Linked DNA regions of Mus musculus: region 2 is linked to region 1. Evidence: chromatin contacts called from public HiChIP or PLAC-seq data. All regions are on one chromosome and are shown on one strand. Each heading gives the region's core, a stretch centred on a gene start, on an enhancer-like site or on the middle of the called end of the contact. The rest is flanking DNA. Distances are from core to core; before and after follow the strand shown.

Region 1 (4,893 bases), core at 792-3,291:
TGGGAGTGAAAATTTGTAAGTCACTCTGAAAATTGATATAGCCATTCCTCAGAAAGTTAAGAATCAGTATACCCCAAGACCCATCTATACCACTCGGGCACATACCCAAAAGATGTGTCCTATGACTACAGGCACACTTGCTTAACCATATTCATTGCTGCTTTGTTCATTATAGCCCCAAACTAGGAACAATCTAGATCTCTCTTCACAGAAGAATGAGTAAAGACTCCGTGGTGCACTTAAACCATGGAGTATTACTTGGCTCTTTAAAAAATCGACATAATGAAATTTTCAGGCAAATGGATGGAACTAGAAAAAAAATCATCATATTATATTTTATTTTGACATTTTTTTTGTTGTTTAGAAGTCAGCTCTTTTCTAATGAGAGACAGAAAGGGAGTAGATGTAGAAGGGGGGAAGGTGGAGAGGGACTGGGAGGAGTTTAGGGAGGGGAAACTCTAACTAGGACATATGGTATGAAAAATCTTCTATTTTCAACAAATAGGGGCAAAGAAACAAAAATGAACCATTGGTTCTTAGCCTACTTGCTAGTGATTTCCATTATGTGACTCCAGTGAGAGCATTAATTAAGTAATTAATTAACTACCTAACAAATATTTATTAAATGCCTACTATGTCCCAGGCATACACAGATCATACCAGTTAAGACAAGAGAATAAACAGATGGAAATACAAAAGGAAAATCAAGCTGAAATGATGCTGGAAACCAAAAACTTAACCCAAATAAACAGTGCAACAACCCATAGGACAATAGGAAGAGGAGGGACCAGGAGTTGAAGGCATAGGTAGGAAAGGGGACAGAAAGTGAAAGAAGACTGGTTTAATGTGATGAAGCACATTGCTTGGGTCTTAAGGTCTCACTCTAGTTCAGTAGGTTGAGTGTAATATGAACAGAAAGCCCAGGAAATTCTGCTGAAACGAGATCAAAGGGACACGTCCCTGCCCTCCCATGTGTATTTTCTAAAAAGTTATGACATAGTAGGACTTCAATACTAACAAGGTTCAGAACTCACAGGTTTGTAGGCAAAGGAACCAGATCCACAGATGGCGCTGGGCCATGTCCAGTCAGACTCCAGTCTTCTGAGGAAAAATAACTGGTGTGGTAGCTGCTTTCACTTCAGTGTGGTGTTTCCGGAGCTGGAGGGAGGAAGTGTGAGCTGATTAAGATGTGTTACTTCTTAACCTACTTACTAGTGTTTTCCATTATACAACAGCAGTGCATATTCATTATTAATTATCCAACAAATATTTATTAAGTGCCTACTATGTGCCAGACATATCATGGATGTTGATCAGTAGCTATAAAGTAATGAGTTCCCTTTGTGGAGTTTATATTCTTTATAGAGGGATTGATAATTATACAGGAAATTTCAGTAAATGGTGATATATGCTGCAGCAGGAAGAAATGCAGGGTGGAGGCATCTACTCCAGGCTAGGGTAAGTTAGGGAGATTTCTGAAAGGAATTGACAATGTAGCTGAGACAAATATGAAGAATGAACTAGTATTTTTAGGCAAGGGGTTAATTGTATTTTGAATCACAAGAATAAGCCATAGTCTTTGAGTTCAGTGTCTCCATGTTTGCATCCATTGCCTCCTGCCCACTGGCCCTATAAAGTCAGCATCTGTGATCTGGAGATTGCTGTATCTCTCCCACTGACCCACCATCACCTAGTTACATTAACTCCCCCACTCACGTCATGAATCAGCACCAATTGTCTCTACACCTGCCTCGCATGGACCCCTTAGTGAGACAAGCGCAGCTAAGCTGAGCACCCCAAGACCCACTCTGCACTCTCAGTGCAAGTATGTCAGATTCCAAAAGGCAGACACACATTTCCAGATAGCAAGCCAAAGATAGAGCCCTCAATGGATCTGAAGTCAGACCCAGAGGCAAACTAGATCCAGAGGACCCCTTCCCAGAGCATAACATCAGATTCTGGTCCAGAGCTGGTCCAGAAAGGTGTTCACCATCAGACAGAAAAGGAAGAAGTGGTCAGTCACAGAGGAACTCCAAGCACTGAGACGGGTTTGTGGAACCAGAAAAGGAACACGGGAGACACCACAAACCATCCAGCAGTAAATGAGCCGATTCCTGGTCATGACTGGTGCTGAAGATGATACCCTGCTCTCAGAGGAGGACTAGAGACACAGACCTTAGTAGTCCAAGCACAGAGAGAAATGACACCTCAACTGTACCATAACCCTCTGGAACATTGCAAATACTCAAGGAAACAAGAAAATTGACTCAAGAGAAACTGACCTTGACACCTGAGCTGAGAGCTCCACTTTAAAATCACATATTACACACAGACACACACACACAGACACAGCACACCCAGAGACACACACAGACACACAGACAGACACACATACCACACACACACAGAGACACACAGGCACACACACACAGAGACACACACAGGCACACGTATACAGAGACACACACAGACACACATACACAGACAGACACACACAACAAAAAAAGTAACAGGGATGGAAGACATAGTAAGGGACTGAGATATTAGGTCAAAGACAGTGACTGGTTTAATATAAGTGTGTAAAATGTGTGATATACTTAGGACAACATGGAAAGAGCAAATTTGTGAATTATGGAGTAAAAGAAGTTGAATTGCATGCTAAAGGTGTAAAAAATATTTTCCACAAAACCATAGTAAAAATAGTTCCACATTTAGGGAAATAGTGAAATGTACACAGAACACCAAATAGGCATGAATCGACAGATACACACACACCACACACAGAGTCACACACAGACATACACAGAGACACACACACAGACACACATAGACACACACACAGACACTCAGACACAGACACACAAATACAAACTAAAATAACTTGTATTGGAGAGATGGCTCAGTGGTTAGCACTGCTCCCACTTTCAGAGGACCTGGTTTTGATTCTCAGCACCTATAACTGTCTGTAACTCTCATTTCAGGGGATCAAACACTGTCTTCTGATCTCAGAAGGCACTGCACACATGTGGTGCACAGACATACATACAAACAATCATACCTTTAAAACAAAAAGTAACCAAACCTGTCTCTTCCTTAAACTACACTCCCCGGAGTAGCAACTCTTAATGGACGTGACTTAGACATAAACTTCCATAGAGTGATTATGAATATATTCTCACTTCTTGACATGTTCAAAGATATGAAGGCCCGCTTAAAGAAATGAAAGTAGACATGAATAAAAGTTTAATAATGATATAGGAAGCTAATTGTTAGATATGAAAGTGGAATTAAATAAAGAAATGGAAATATGAAAGAAAAATCAAACTGAATTGATGCTGAAAATGAAAAGCTTAAGAAAAATAAATATGCAGTGTAAGGCCTCTGCAACTAAATGTGTTGTACTGGCTAGTTTTGTGTCAACTTGACACAGCTGGAATTATCACAGAGAAAGGAGCTTTGGTTGGGGAAATGCCTCCATGAGATCCAACTGTAATGCATTTTCTCAATTAGTGATCAAGGGGGAAAGGCCCCTTGTGGATGGGACTATCCCTGGGCTGGTAGTCTTGGGTTCTATAAGAAAGCAGGCTGAGCAAGCCAGGGGAAACAAGCCAGGGGAAGCAAGCCAGTAAGTAACATCCCTCCATGACCTCTGCATCAGCTCCTGCTTCCTGACCTGCTTGAGTTCCAGTCCTGACTTCCTTCAGTGATGAACAGCAATGTGGACGTGTAAGCTGAATAAACCCTTTCCTCCCCAACTGGCTTCTTGGTCATGATGTTTGTGCAGGAATAGAAACCCTGACTACGACATGTGTCATGAGGAGAAAGTAACAGGGATGGAAGACATAGTAAGGAACTGAGATATTAGGTCAAAGACAGTGACTGGTTTAATAAAGAAGTGTGTGAAATGTGTGTTGTTCTTAGGACAACATGGAAAGAGCAAAGTTATGAATTATGGAGTAGAAGAAGTTGAATTGCATCCCAAAGGTGTAAAAGAATACTTTCCTCATAACCATAGTAAAAATTGTTCCACATTTAAGGAAATAGTACAAAAGTTACACAGAACACCAAATAAGCATGAATCGAAGAAATGTTTCCTCCTTGTTATATCACAGTTAAAACACTCAATACAGACCTAAGAAGGTGTATTGGAGTTTGCAATAAACTGAAGGAATTAAAGAAGATACCAGAAGTTGGTAAAAACTATTTTTAAAAAATTAATTTATTTTTAATTTATTTTTTACAGTGCATATTCCATTCCCTGACACCGCATCCCCCACCCACCCTCTGACTGCTCCCATCCCACACCTCCTCCCTATCCTACCCAGTGTTTGAGAGATCTCGGGAGTCCAGATTAATTGAGACTGCTGGTCCTCCTACATGATTACTCTTCTCCTCACCTTCTTTTAGACTTCCCTTATTCAACAACATGGGTCAACTGCTTCTGCCATTGCTTGGGTGCAAATATCTGCATCTGACTCTTTCAAGCTGCTTGTTGGGTCTTTCAGAGGGCAGTCATGACAGATTCCTTTTGTGAGCGCTCCATAGCCTCAGTAATAGTGTCAGGCCTTTGGACCTCCTCTTGAGCTGGATGCCACTTTGGGCCTGTTGCTGGACCTTCTTTTCCTCAGGTTCCTCTCCATTTCCATCTCTGTAATTCTTTCAGACAGGAACAATTATGTGTCAGAGATGTGACTGTGGGATGGCAATCCCATCCCTCACTTGATGTTCTGTCTTCCTGCTGGAGATAGGCTCTATAAGTTCCCTCTCCCTACTGTCAGGCATTTCATCCAAGGTCCCTCCCTATGAGTCCAGGAAGTCTCTCATCTCCCAGGTCTCAGGTGCATTCTGGGGGTACCCCATCCTATTTCCTGAGGTTGACTATTTATATTCTTT
Region 2 (4,893 bases), core at 1,134-3,633, 100 kb before region 1:
TGGGAGTCAACGGAATGGTGGAACAGGGCACTGGATGGGATTATTCCTATTCACACACACATGAGCACAAACCACACACATACATTACACACATATATGCAGGCATACACAATACAAGAAAACAAAGCAGTCATGGATTTACCTCTCTGGAATGATTAACTATGGAGTAAATTGTCATGGAGTCATTTTTGATAGGTTTTGGGATTTTCATTTCCTGTAAACAAACAAACAAACAAACAAACAAAAGAATAATACTCATTTGGCTCACACAGAAACAAAGAGGTCTGTGCATGCAAGTATTTTGGGGAAAGGTAGTATGACAAGGAAAAAAACAAGAAGAGAGAAAGAAAGACAGGAAGAAAGAAAGAAAGAAAGAGAGAGAGAGAAAGAAAGAAAGAAAGAAAGAAAAGAAAGAAAGAAAGAAAGAAAGAAAGGAAGAAAGAGAGAAAGAAAGAAAGAAAGAAAGGAAGAAAGAGAGAAAGAAAGGAAGAAAGAGAGAAAGAAAGGAAGAAGCAAGGAAGGAAGAAGCGTCATGCCAAGAGGAGCCTAGGACCAAGCTCTACCAGTTCAAACCTGTGATGTTTTAGCAACATTCTCCAAGAAACAGAAAAACAACCTAGATAGAATATCAATGTCCCAGCAATGTAAAGGCCCAGCCAGAGAACAACCGAAGGGCAGAGTCGTGTGGAGGGATAAAAGCATTCTTGTCTTGCATCTGATTCCAGGCTTGCTCCTTTAAACATACATAAAAGCTTACATGCTAGATGGTTATTGCATCAGATCTTTTGTCTTAGTCTTTACTAGTTATAACTGGAGCCACCTACTTTGCCTGCTCCCATTTATCCCTGTTATTCTAATGGTCTAGTCACCATGGTGTAGTGGGGAACCAGAAGTATAGGAACTACCGGTTTTAAGAACCACCAACCAGAGAGCATGCGTTTAGGACCTGGGCCCCAAACACATATGTAACAGATGTATAGGACCCCGAACAGCAGGAGCATTGGCTGGCTCTGTTGCCTGCCTTTGGATCCCTTTCCCCTAACTGGGCTGCCTTGTCTGGCCACAACAGGAAAAGATGTGCCTAGTCCTACTGCAACCTGATATGCCAAGGTGGGTCGATATCCATGGGAGGACCCCCTTTTCTGACAGAAGGGGAGGAGAATCCGGGGCGTGAGGGGGTGGGGCTAGGGGGAGAGGAGGAAGGGGAAGCTGTGACTGGGATGTAAAAGAAATGAAATGAATGCAAATAAGTAAATTAATGAACAAAAGGAAAGAAAACCCAAAGTGAATGGTTCTCTGATGCACAAAGCAGTAGTAACAACAGAAACCCTCAGGTCCTAGGTGGATCTCTACATACATTTAGATACTTAGCTGCCGTATGGGCTGATGATCCCTGCTTTGGGTTGTTGGTGAGCATGCTCCCAGCAGGAGTTGGGAACAGTAAATGGGCAAAAAGCGTGACTGCCCCTCACAGTCTTCTCCTTTAGGAGTTTACCCCACAAAGCCTGCGTCAGCTGGGGAGAGAGGTGTTTGCTTGGGGAATCCAAGCCTTTTAGCTGGGCCGTTGCTTCACTTCCATTATTTCAAGACTGCCAGGAGAGGCCCTTTGTCCTGTGAAGGCTCTATGTCCCAGTGTGGGGGAATGCCAGGGCCAGGAAGTGGGAGTGGGTGAGTTGGTGAGCAGGGGGAGGGTGGGAGGGTGTTTTTCGGAGGGGAAACCAAGAAAGGGAATAACACTTGAAATGTAAATAAAGAAAATATCCAATAAGGAAAAAAAAAAAAGAATGCCAAGTTCTTTAGGCTTTTTTTTTTTTTCTTTTAGAAGACTTGAGAATTGGCTCCCCAGTCTATCTACTTATTTTAGAAAAGTGCCCCCACAATGGTCTCATTCATGGGTAGTGGGGACCCTGGCGCGTGACCAAGGCCATCCTACTATGTGAGAGTTCTCTTCCATAGCTGTAGCTCGTTCCCTTTATTGTTTAAGGCTTGTGATACTTGGCCTCCTTCTCTCTTGAGACACTACTCTAAGTTCTCATGAACTCTACTTCCTGGATGACACCCCCTCCCAGCTTATGATCTCCTTTGATCTAGTCAAATGTGGCAAGGGAAAAGGAGAGTCTCTAACTTGTATTTTCAAGCAGGTTATAGTAACCCTGAAGCACAAAGACTGCCTGATGGGTTAAGCAGACAGAGAACACTGGGAAGCGAGCGAGGGGAAGCATTATCTTAAAGGCCATCAGGGCAGACACTGGGTGTCAGCTCTGCGGTTGCCTTCTCCAATAGAGAAGGCTGACGATTGTGGTGATGTGCTTGGGGGGGGGATCACGGTAACAACAGCAACAGTGGAGAACAGAGCTGAGAGGACTTACCTGCATTGGACGAGTGACTTGTGCATACACAGTGTTCCCTGGAGAGCCTGGGCCATCTGTGCTCTGGGAGGACTCTGTATGGTTAACACACACAAAAGGTACAGCTGTCAGTGGTAGGACTCTGGGGTGAGTCTGCACAGGATCTTGTGTCTTGCTGGCCTCTAGAACACCCCCTGCAAAGCAGTTGTTTCAAGACTGACCCCCCTTTAAGGACTCTCTCTCCACCTCCCAATCTTTTGAGTTCAGTGCTAAACAAGAACTATCGTATGGTCTATTTCTAACCTCACTTCTTGGGTGAGGGTGTGGGTGGTATTCTTATGATTCAGAGTCTCAGTGATTCCCTCATGTCAACACACTTGAAGGACTAAATACCACAGTCTGCGAGATCTCTGGAGACAGTTTTCACAGCCCCGTCTGACAGATTTGACAATTTTAGAGATGAGGAATTTCGGGCTCAAGGGTGCTTAGTGGACTTGTACAGAGTCGCTTAGGAAGAGAGGGACAGGAGTGAGAATGCAGGTCTTCTGATCCCTGACCTCATGCCCTCTCTTCAACAATGGTATCTTGAAACTATCACCCATGAGACGAGACTCAGAAAACGAGCCTGCATCTACATCTCTTTCTCACACATCTATCCAATGTCTCAACTTTGGTTGAGTCTCAGTGGCGGAGTCACAGAGCCTAGTTTTGAGTGTTTTATGCTCCAAGTGACAGTGCATGTGTGGTTCATGGACCCTTTTCGCCGGGACTTGTGTTCTCCATCAGAAAGGAAGTTAGTGATCTTGACCTTGCTCTAGAAGAGTGTGATGCCCCTCACATACTTGGGAGGAATGCTGTAGGTCTCGTGGTTACCAGCTAGTCTTTCTGACACCACAGGGTCCAGATGAATAGTAATGCTCACTCTTTATCCCTCTGGCCAGCCCCTCTTCTCTTTCATTTACCTCTTCCTGTCTGCTTTACGTTTTGTAGTTAGAGGCTGCATGCTCACCTGGATGTTGGCTAGTCAAAGGAAGAGAACCTGGGAAATGAAAGCAGGAAGGTGGAACACGTGAGTTCGGTGAGAGAATATTTCCTCCATCCTTCTCCACCAGGCATCTTTCCAAAGGATGCAGGCAACGGAACCCAAATGAAGGGCAAGTGAGCAAGTGGATCCCGAGGCCGGGTACTGCTCTTCTCAGTAGGACACCTCCCTTATGTATTAACAGAAACCTGGTCACATGCTGGGCATCATCCCAGTGGACTAATTCAGCCAGAAGTTGTGTCCATCCTCCCTTGACCCCTGGCAACCAGAGGCCCCAGACTCTAAACAGCTGCAATCTTACAGCAGATAGAAGAAAGCAGAAGGGAAACTTACCTCTTCTCTTCCAAACATGTATGCTCCAGCACACAAAGATGAGTATGACAGCACTGATTATTGAAATTGTAGTCATAAACCATACTGCATTCCAGGGTGGATTAGTTAGAACCCCTGAAAAGAAGAATTAAATAAAAAGGAAGTGGAACTTCCTAGGATACATAAAATGAGGGATCCTTTGAGTTTGTCTCAGAGGATTTCTTCAGTCCTTCTGGGCTGTCTATAGAGGCTGAGTATGGCCATTTCTACTCGCAGTCTGGGGATCTGTCAGGCTTTCTGAGATGCAGGAGAGGTATGGCCTGGCTGAGGTAGGAGAGAGCCATTTTGACTCCTGAGGTCTTGCTCTTGCACGAGGACTTGGGGAGGGAAAGAAGATTAATAGAGGCAGAGAGTTCTAGAGCCTCCCTGTTCGTTCCTCTCAGCAGCAGTCTGGCTGCTCCAACTGCCACTGTTCAGGCAGTCTTGTGAATCCACACTATAATACTACCCAGCTGCTTGAGGGTCCCAGGAAGACCCAAGGCAGATGTTACCTTGTGGGGCATTGGGCTATGCACAGGCAGGCTGGTCTCCAGTCGAGCTGAGGTCTGAACCCCGGAAGGGTGATAATTCACCTACATGACACGGTAGGCGTTCCCTCATGCTCCTGGAACTCTGGCTCCTGCCAAAGTTACCACCCCCCCCACAGCCCCCACAAGAGAAGCATGGCTAGAAGTCACGTTGGCAATGTCCCAAGCTTCTGACCTTCAGGCTAAACTCCTCCCCAGTTACCTAGCAACAGTAAAGACCATAAGAGAGGCTGCTTGGCCCCACCTAGATCTCTTACTCCTCACTCTCACCCTCTCACTCCTCTCTTTGTCTTCTCTTTGTCACCTCTCTCATTCCTCTCTTATTCCTTTGTTCTCTTACCTCTCACTTCTCTCACTCCTCTCTCCTCTTTGTCCTCTCTTCTCTCCTCTCTTCTCTCCCTCTTACTCTTACTCTCTTTCTCTCTAGATTTTGCTCTCTCTCTCTCTTTCTCTCTCTCTCTCTCTCTCCCTTCTCTCTTTCTCCCTGCCTTTCTAAAATAAAGCTCTAAAACCATAGAGAGTCTCTTCTCATCAAGATCCGCTCACTCTCACCGGTGTGGGAACCTCTCTTCCCTCATCCCTCTCTCCCATAACCCCAGGGCTT

What was found. HiChIP or PLAC-seq counts read pairs in DNA pulled down with a chosen protein or histone mark.
Region 2: a contact with region 1 is called in a BATF HiChIP or PLAC-seq map of CD8 T cells, with 18 read pairs. The contact joins the enhancer-like site here to the promoter of Cd84 in region 1. A contact is called at or near these places in 3 of 39 promoter capture datasets (the HPC-7 cell line, hippocampal neurons and macrophages), 1 of 15 datasets of contacts at CTCF or cohesin (CD8 T cells), 9 of 484 Hi-C or Micro-C datasets (B cells, the C10 cell line, CD8 T cells and 5 more), 15 of 115 datasets of contacts at active chromatin or transcription factors (the 230-238 cell line, CD8 T cells, the HPC-7 cell line and 10 more) and 5 of 9 other capture datasets (adipose tissue, embryonic stem cells, liver and 2 more).

Annotation. Positions count from the first base shown.
Region 1 is chr1:171,836,845-171,841,737 of GRCm38.p6, reverse strand. It overlaps Cd84 (CD84 antigen), which reads right to left and starts at 2,041. Exons shown (of 9, transcript NM_013489.3): 1 at 1,940-2,041; 2 at 1,035-1,158. The coding sequence starts at 1,080.
Region 2 is chr1:171,936,946-171,941,838 of GRCm38.p6, reverse strand. It overlaps Slamf6 (SLAM family member 6), which reads right to left. Exons shown (of 9, transcript NM_001347186.1): 4 at 3,724-3,837; 5 at 3,358-3,387; 6 at 2,370-2,443; 7 at 143-214. Among named protein-coding and RNA genes, the nearest start is that of Gm37065, 20 kb to the right of the region's middle. Within about 2 kb of position 2,383, at least 35 of the 459 cell types and tissues checked have an H3K27ac peak or open chromatin away from gene starts, as enhancers often do. A contact at or near this core is called in CD8 T cells, Th1 cells, Th17 cells and 6 more, where this site is marked.